2 separate regions of the Mus musculus genome follow, and region 1 is linked to region 2. The links are chromatin contacts, called in public Hi-C maps. All regions are on one chromosome and are shown on one strand. Each heading gives the region's core, a stretch centred on a gene start, on an enhancer-like site or on the middle of the called end of the contact. The rest is flanking DNA. Distances are from core to core; before and after follow the strand shown.

The links. Hi-C and Micro-C count contacts between places; a contact is called where the count stands out from the background.
Region 1: a contact with region 2 is called in a Hi-C map of cerebral cortex, with 2.5 times the contacts expected there. The contact joins two enhancer-like sites. A contact is called at or near these places in 4 of 484 Hi-C or Micro-C datasets (cerebral cortex, cranial neural crest, forebrain and 1 more) and 1 of 115 datasets of contacts at active chromatin or transcription factors (embryonic stem cells).

What each region holds. Positions count from the first base shown.
Region 1 is chr4:153,458,677-153,462,025 of GRCm38.p6, forward strand. The region is part of intron 1 of Ajap1 (adherens junction associated protein 1); the gene reads right to left. Among named protein-coding and RNA genes, the nearest start is that of Ajap1, 22 kb to the right of the region's middle. Within about 2 kb of position 1,370, at least 15 of the 459 cell types and tissues checked have an H3K27ac peak or open chromatin away from gene starts, as enhancers often do. A contact at or near this core is called in cerebral cortex, where this site is marked.
Region 2 is chr4:153,422,888-153,426,518 of GRCm38.p6, forward strand. The region is part of intron 2 of Ajap1 (adherens junction associated protein 1); the gene reads right to left. Among named protein-coding and RNA genes, the nearest start is that of Ajap1, 58 kb to the right of the region's middle. Within about 2 kb of position 1,639, at least 4 of the 459 cell types and tissues checked have an H3K27ac peak or open chromatin away from gene starts, as enhancers often do. A contact at or near this core is called in cerebral cortex, where this site is marked.

The sequences.
Region 1 (3,349 bases), core at 120-2,619, 36 kb after region 2:
CAAACAAGTGGGTCATCTATTCGCCAAGAGCCCCTCATCCACATATCCCCAGGTCCAGTATTTTCTGAGTTGGGTGCCTCTGAAGACATTTTCTCCCCATCTCTGGAGCTGGTGGCTCTGTGGGGTCACCTCAGTGGTATTGGCTTTTTGTCTCTGAAAGAAGAGATGCTGCAAAGTTAGGCATCTGGCCCTAGGAGAGAGAGACAGGTCAGAGGCTTTTCAATCCAGCTGGGCCGGAAACGTCACATTCGGTGACGCACCAGGCTCGCCTCGGCCGCCAGCAGCATCTTCTGGAGCTCTTTGCCAAAGTTTTGGATTCTACTGATTTGTCGTAAATAAACTCGGTTTTCACTCCCTTCACACAAATCATCTTTTTTTTTAGAACTTTTTTTTTTTAATCAAACGAGCAAGTGTACGGGGAGGCGAGGAATTGGGAGGAGCGTGACTAATATGGAGGTTCTGGAAATGAAACAAGGGACGACGTTGGCCTCTGTTTTCACAGCAACAAGAAGCCAGAAGAAAGCAGCTCCCTGGGCAGGGTGTCAGTATCTTAGAAGCCAGGAGGACAGGTGAAATGGGGCAGTGAGTGGCTCACAGGCTGTATGAGGCTTTCTCCTGAACATGGGTGTCTGACCTGAGGAGAGCTGGTCAGCAACGTCCTGCTGATGGTAGAACAGAACTGGTGGCTTCCCCCCAACTCTTCTGCAGGCGGCATAGCTGGCTTTGACTGCCCACTGTGGACTGTGAGGTTCGGAAGCACCTGGTCTCTGGCACAAGGCACACTGGGCGGTGGGGAATTTAACCGTCCAGAAGTCTTTGCCCTTAGCTCCTGGGAGGCATGAATTGCCGGGTTGTCCTGTCCAACGTAACTGTCTCTATCACACACTAGGTCCTCAACCACCAGAAGACTGGGACAGAGCTGGTGACGCAGTCTTCAGCCATGTCTACGTGGCTGAGCTTCATAAATCTGTGTGCCGTCTCCCACAGAACAAGGCAGGAAAGAGGTCTATCTCCACTCCACAGATGGTACAGCCAGACTCTGGAACCCTGCCCCACAGTTTTCCTCCCAGCAGACTTCGGTCCCTATCCTTTTTCTATGGCAGGCCACAGCTCTTACTATCGCAGTATTTGCTTCCTGTCTGCCTTGGCTGTAGTGGACCCTGAGGGTCCCGGGACCCCAGTAGCTACAGAGAGTATCAGAAGGTTGGTGTCAAAGTCGGGGTGTCGGGGAGTGCTCCCAGTGCTGGCTCAGAACATCGAGGAGGAACAAAGCTGTGCCGGTCGGGGTCGGTCATCACACACCTCTGTCCTGTGCAGGTGCTTGCCCCTGTCCCTGTCAAAGGGGGCGGTGCTCTCCGCCTGCAGGAAGATGCTGCAGCCTGCGCTCCGGAATTCTCCGTGTGGCCACCCAGCCCTGTGACTCACACTGGATCTGTGCAAAATCTGTGTTTGAAAACGCTGGATGTCAAAAAAGGAAGAGCAGAGGCAGACCGCACGACAGAAATAGGCCCGTGGAGACAGAGACGAAGCGAGCCTTTCTTTTGCACCAAACTCTCTGCCAGGGATCCAAAAATCCCAGGCAGGAGGGAGGAGAAGATATGGCCTGAGCATCCTGCAGCCTCCTGGGATAGCCACTGCAGCCTCTCCTTGACCCTGAGCCCAGGAAGGGCCCTGAGCCCAGCAGGAGAGAACCTGAGCCAAACCTGCCCAGACTCACTCTGAGCATCAGGTGCTACATGATGACGTGAGACAAGACAGTAAGTACCTATTCTGGTCAGAGTTGCAGTTTCCCGTGGAGCACCTCAGTGGAACCTGAAATCCTCCTGCATTGTTTACAAGACCACACACTGGGGAGCCGCTTCTGCAGGTGCCTCTTTCCAACCTCAGAGAGCCCGTCCTTCACGGAAGTGTCTCCCTCCACCTTGGATTCTCCCGTGTCTCTCAGGGGCTTTGGATCAGGAGAGCGAGCTTCAAACAAACACACAGTGAAATGCACTATCTACCCCCATGTAGACCGCTGTGAAATCTGGGTGCCAGCCCACTGCCCCACACTGAAGCTCTGTCCAGCTCTGTCCAATGTCACTGCATTGTGCCCATGGGCTCTGGGGTTGAAGCAGTGTGTCTGGTAGATTTTGTTACTTCCATACCTCAGTCCCCTTCGTGCTGGGGTGAGTTGGGGCCCAACAACCCCAGAAGAAACTAGCGGAAATAAAGTTCATAGTAGAGGCCAATGTGACTTAAATTGCTAGGTATATTCCAAGTCACCCTGAGGGCTTTGGGATCATTGCATACAACACGGACTGTGGAGACAGGTCACTCGGTGTATACACACATGAGATTAAGATTTCCAGCAGTTCTGAGTCTCAGAAGGTGACAGAGGCCTCAGGATACTGTGCTGACTGGAAGTGAGGGGTGGTGTTTGGAGCACTGGCTTCCAGGTCTGTTCTTACCAGCTCCTGGGAAAGCAAGCTGGGGCAGTGTGCACCTGTGGATAGACATAGCACAGAACAATCTAAAGTGCCACATTCCCACTCATTACCTTCCTAAGAACCAGGGGTTCTGCTTGCTCCTACTCGCAGAAGCAATGGCAAGCGACAGACTGATTGCTCTTAGAATGGAAGGTCAGTGGTTTTCTGGTCTTCACACCAATGCCCTTGGATGGACAGGGATGCGATGGGGACTCAGAGATAGGAAGAGCATTGGAAAAGAACTGAGGGGCCGAACTGGGTTCAGCACCCCGGGAAGGGCTGGGTTCTGAAGGCCTTGAAGATGGGAGGCAGAGTGAGGACCAAGGGAGAGGATTGTGCACAGTAGGGGATGCACACAGTGGGAGGTACAATTTGAACACCACCACCGTTGCCAGGAGCTGTGGTTGCTCTTATATTAATTCATCATCATGACGCAGGTGGTGATGGTGTCAGTCTTAAACTTTGTGCCTTGCTTTGCTTTGCTTCTTCTGTAGGAGGCACAACCATCACTCAGCTCCACCTCGAGCAACAGAACTCTCCGGGAAGGTCTATCGAACTCCTGCAAAGCCACAAGTGTCCCTGCAGCAGGACACTTCCAAGAACGCTTTGAATGCTGGGGCCTCCCTGAAAAGCATTCTGGGAAAACTTCAGTGCCCACGGTTGTTTTCATTCGCTCTCTCCCCAGGTTCTGGTTATAACTGGCTCCTGTTCTTGCTTGTGTGTGCTTTTCCTGAGCAGAGCGTCCAACTGGTTCTCGGAGTCGGAGCCTGCAGATGTGAAGATCCCCGTCCCACCTCTGGGAGGGACTCCGAAGCTGATGCTACCGCTGGCAGTTTGTGTAGAGAACCACAGAGAACCAAGCAGTGCAGGGCCCAGTCAAT
Region 2 (3,631 bases), core at 389-2,888:
TCTCCTCCAACAGAGACATCAGACCAACCTCTTCTGCGCGGGCATTCCTTTCTGATATCCCTGCTGCCTGTCACAGGCTTTCCCCACCAGCTCTTAAGCAGTGGGCTTGCCTCCTGCATCCTCTTCAGTCATCCTCCTGCCCACATGCTTCAGTGTGGCTTTCCTCCTCCCCAAGGCCTATCGCCCACCCTGACAAAGGGGAGCAACCTTGGGCCTCCTCTCCCCCCACATGAGCTCCTCCATACCTACCTGACCTCACTACGCACACACCGTCCTCTTCCCAGACGGCCCCATCCTTCTCCCAGGCCATCCACCCTCTGCCCAGGAAAACGACCATCTCTACAACACAATGGTCAAGCCACACACCATGGATGTCTTTAAAACTCCACTCAGGTTTCTCAGTCATCCCAAAAGCAGCCTCACAAACCAACTACCCCAGGCATCTTTCTTAGGTCGTTGTTATGTGCAGGTTTTAAAAGTCCCCTGGATCCTATCTGCTGAGGGTTTGACTACTGCCTAGGTGCCACTGGAAAGCGATGGGGCCTGTGAGAGACAAGATCTGGGGAGCCGTTGGAGGTCATTAGGGTGTGACCCTGAAGGGGACTGTGGGAACGTGCTCTCTGCTTCTCATACTTCACACCCAGACACGCAATGAACCTTCAGCCATGTTTTACACAAATATGCCAAGCTGCCTCAGGGCCAAGTCAACGGTCATTCATAGAATGACACCTACAAAGCTGCATCAAAAACCTTTTCTCTTCTTAAGTTGAGTTACCCCGGGGAATTTGTTACAGTAACGAATGGGAAGCTGACCAATACACACCTCCAATAAAGCGACTAAAAGCATCACGCTGTGCCCATCACAAACACTCCATTCCATGGAAGACAAGAACTTCTCAGACTATAGTCTTAGACCTTCTAGATTGTTCTTTTTCCTATCATTTGCAGTAGGTTCCTCTCTACAAGATGGCTGCCAGTGTTCCTGGAATCTTGTTATCTCCCCCACTCTGGCTCCAGTCACTGCTCCATCTTCCTTTTGTAACTCTCCATAGAACAGCAGGGTTTGCCCAGAGCCACAGCCAGCCAGTCACCCTGTGATCCCACATGCTTATTTTATGTTCACAGGTGTACCTGCGACTTGAGTGTGCACGCTTTTGAGTGTGAGCACAAGTGATCACATGTGCCATGGTCTGAGGACAATCATACGTGTGGGTCCTTCCATCCTTCCTGTTTGAGATAAGGTCTCTTGCTGGGTACTGCATACACCAGGACTAGTCTAGGAGCCTCTGGGAAATCACCTATTTCTGCCTCCCATCCTGCTTGCTGTAGTATGGTGTCATTATACACACGTGCGATGCACTCAGTTTAACATGGGCCCTGGGGATTTGAACTGGGGTCCTCATGTTTGTGTCATAGTGTTTTCCCCACTGAGCCATCTTCTAAACCAACCCCATCTTGCTCTGTGTTCCTGTGTTCTCAAAGTAGTGACTGAGCACCTTTGAGGTCCCCGCCCTGCCCACTCCCAGCTTCCCACGCCTGGGGTGCCCCATCTGCCTCTGGACCTGCTCTCCCTCAGCCCGCCCTGCTCTTTCTCTTCATGGACACTCTATATCGCTCCCGCCTCCTCCGCTGCTCTCAGGTCCATCCACATGGCTAGCTCAGAGAGCAGCATCTCCCAGGCATCTTTCTCCCTCCCACGTGCCTCTCCTCCCACCGGAATGACAGAAGCAGAGCTGGAGATGTTTCTCGTGCCTGCTGCTTTGGGTGGGAAGATGTGGGGTCGGGGGAGGGGGGACTCTGCATCACTACCCTCTGCTGTGACCACAATGCACAAGGATTTGCAGGAGCCAGGAGATGAATCCCTGCATGGGTGGAGGACAGTTCATGTGGGCAAGGCCCATGGGACGCAGAGACTTCCTGTGCATTGAGCTTGGTCAGGTTTGCAGCCGGTATCAGGGCAGACCCCACCTCCTCCAGGTTCCATCTTCTTCAGTCCTCACCTTCTCTGGGCCCTGCCTGCCCAAGCCACACCTCCCAAGAGAACCCTTAATCTCACCCCAGTGCTCTCTGGGGGGGAGCCCAGAAAGTCCCTACTTGGTCCCACCTTCCTCTCCAGCAAAAATGGATTTGGAGCGGGATGTGGGGTAGAGAATCCCTGCAGAAAAACCCCGACACTTCAAACCCACAGGACCTGGATAGTTCAGCCGTGGAGGACCCTTCTTATCTGACTCGAGTTCACTCCCACAACCTCCAGTGTGATCTCATTCAGACAAAGGGCCCCACAGAAGCAATGCAGTTAAGTGCCTGGTGGTGCAAACACTATGGTTATCCAACTGGACACAAATACAAGACAGATGGCCTTACAAGACAGACAGACAGACAGACAGACAGACAGACAGACAGACAGACAGAGGGGTACAGGAATGATAATTCTGGGAAGAGGGAAATGGGGACCAGAGCCATACAGCCATGCTTCAAGAATGGCCTAGGACCTCAGGATCTCACATGCACAGAGGATGCTCTCGTGGGGCCAACAGGGACAGCATGCCCCTCCCCGAGCCAATGCATGGCCTTCAGCCTCCAGGGCTTTAAGAGAACACATTTGCTCCAAACCTCTAGGCTGTGATCATGGGTCGGGACAGCTCCAGCACTCTCTCTCTCTCTCTCTCTCTCTCTCTCACACGCACGCACACACACACACACACACACACATACACACACACACACACACACACACACACACACACACACACACACACAGAGGCCGGGTGACCGTAGGATTGGACTATGATGCTGGCACATAGAAGACAGCTCTCTGTTCGTCACATGACTGACTTTCAATTTGAAGGACAGGAACACTTTCTACCCCACAGAACAGGAGTTGGACAAGTGAATCTTAAGTCTGCCTCCTGCTCTCACAAAGCACCGGGGAATGGTGAGCCTGCAACCCCATGGAGAAGGGTTCTGGGGTTTGGAGGACCACCACAGAAGACAGAGGGACAGAGCAGACTGAGACAGACAACCATTCCTAATCTTGGCTTTGGAGAGATTAATAAAGGAAGCAGAAGCCACTTGCACTTTGAGCCTCCACAAGGAGACTCCCTGAGACAGCCTGGGGAGGTAGGTGGCTGTGGATGCATCCTAGACACATGGCCGCTAGACGCTGGCCACGGTGCTAGCATCCACACAATGGACACAGCCCAGTCTCAGAACAACCTTGGGAGACGAAAGTCACTTTTCAGTTGTGCAAACAAAAAAGCCACAAGACCAGTGAGGTCACACCGGTGCAGTCAAGGACACGCAGGGAGGCCACCCATGGACAGAAGCCCAGCTCAGTCCTCTCCTGCAGGCTCTCCTACACCAGCGCAAGTCTCAGCTCCTCAGCTGGCCACCATAGGCACCTCTCTGGGTAGACATCTGCTCTCTACCCCATGACAAACTTGCCTCTCATGGCTGGAAGAAACTTCTAGAAAAGAACCTTTCTTCCTCCTTTCCTGCTGATTGTGCACCCCTACGACAGAACGCGAGGTGTTGGGTTTCAGGGCTCACTGATCCACATCTGAGCAGAGACGTGCAGCCTCATCTCTGTGTCTGGCCATCTGGCACATCTTTCAGGAGTATAGCTGCCGCG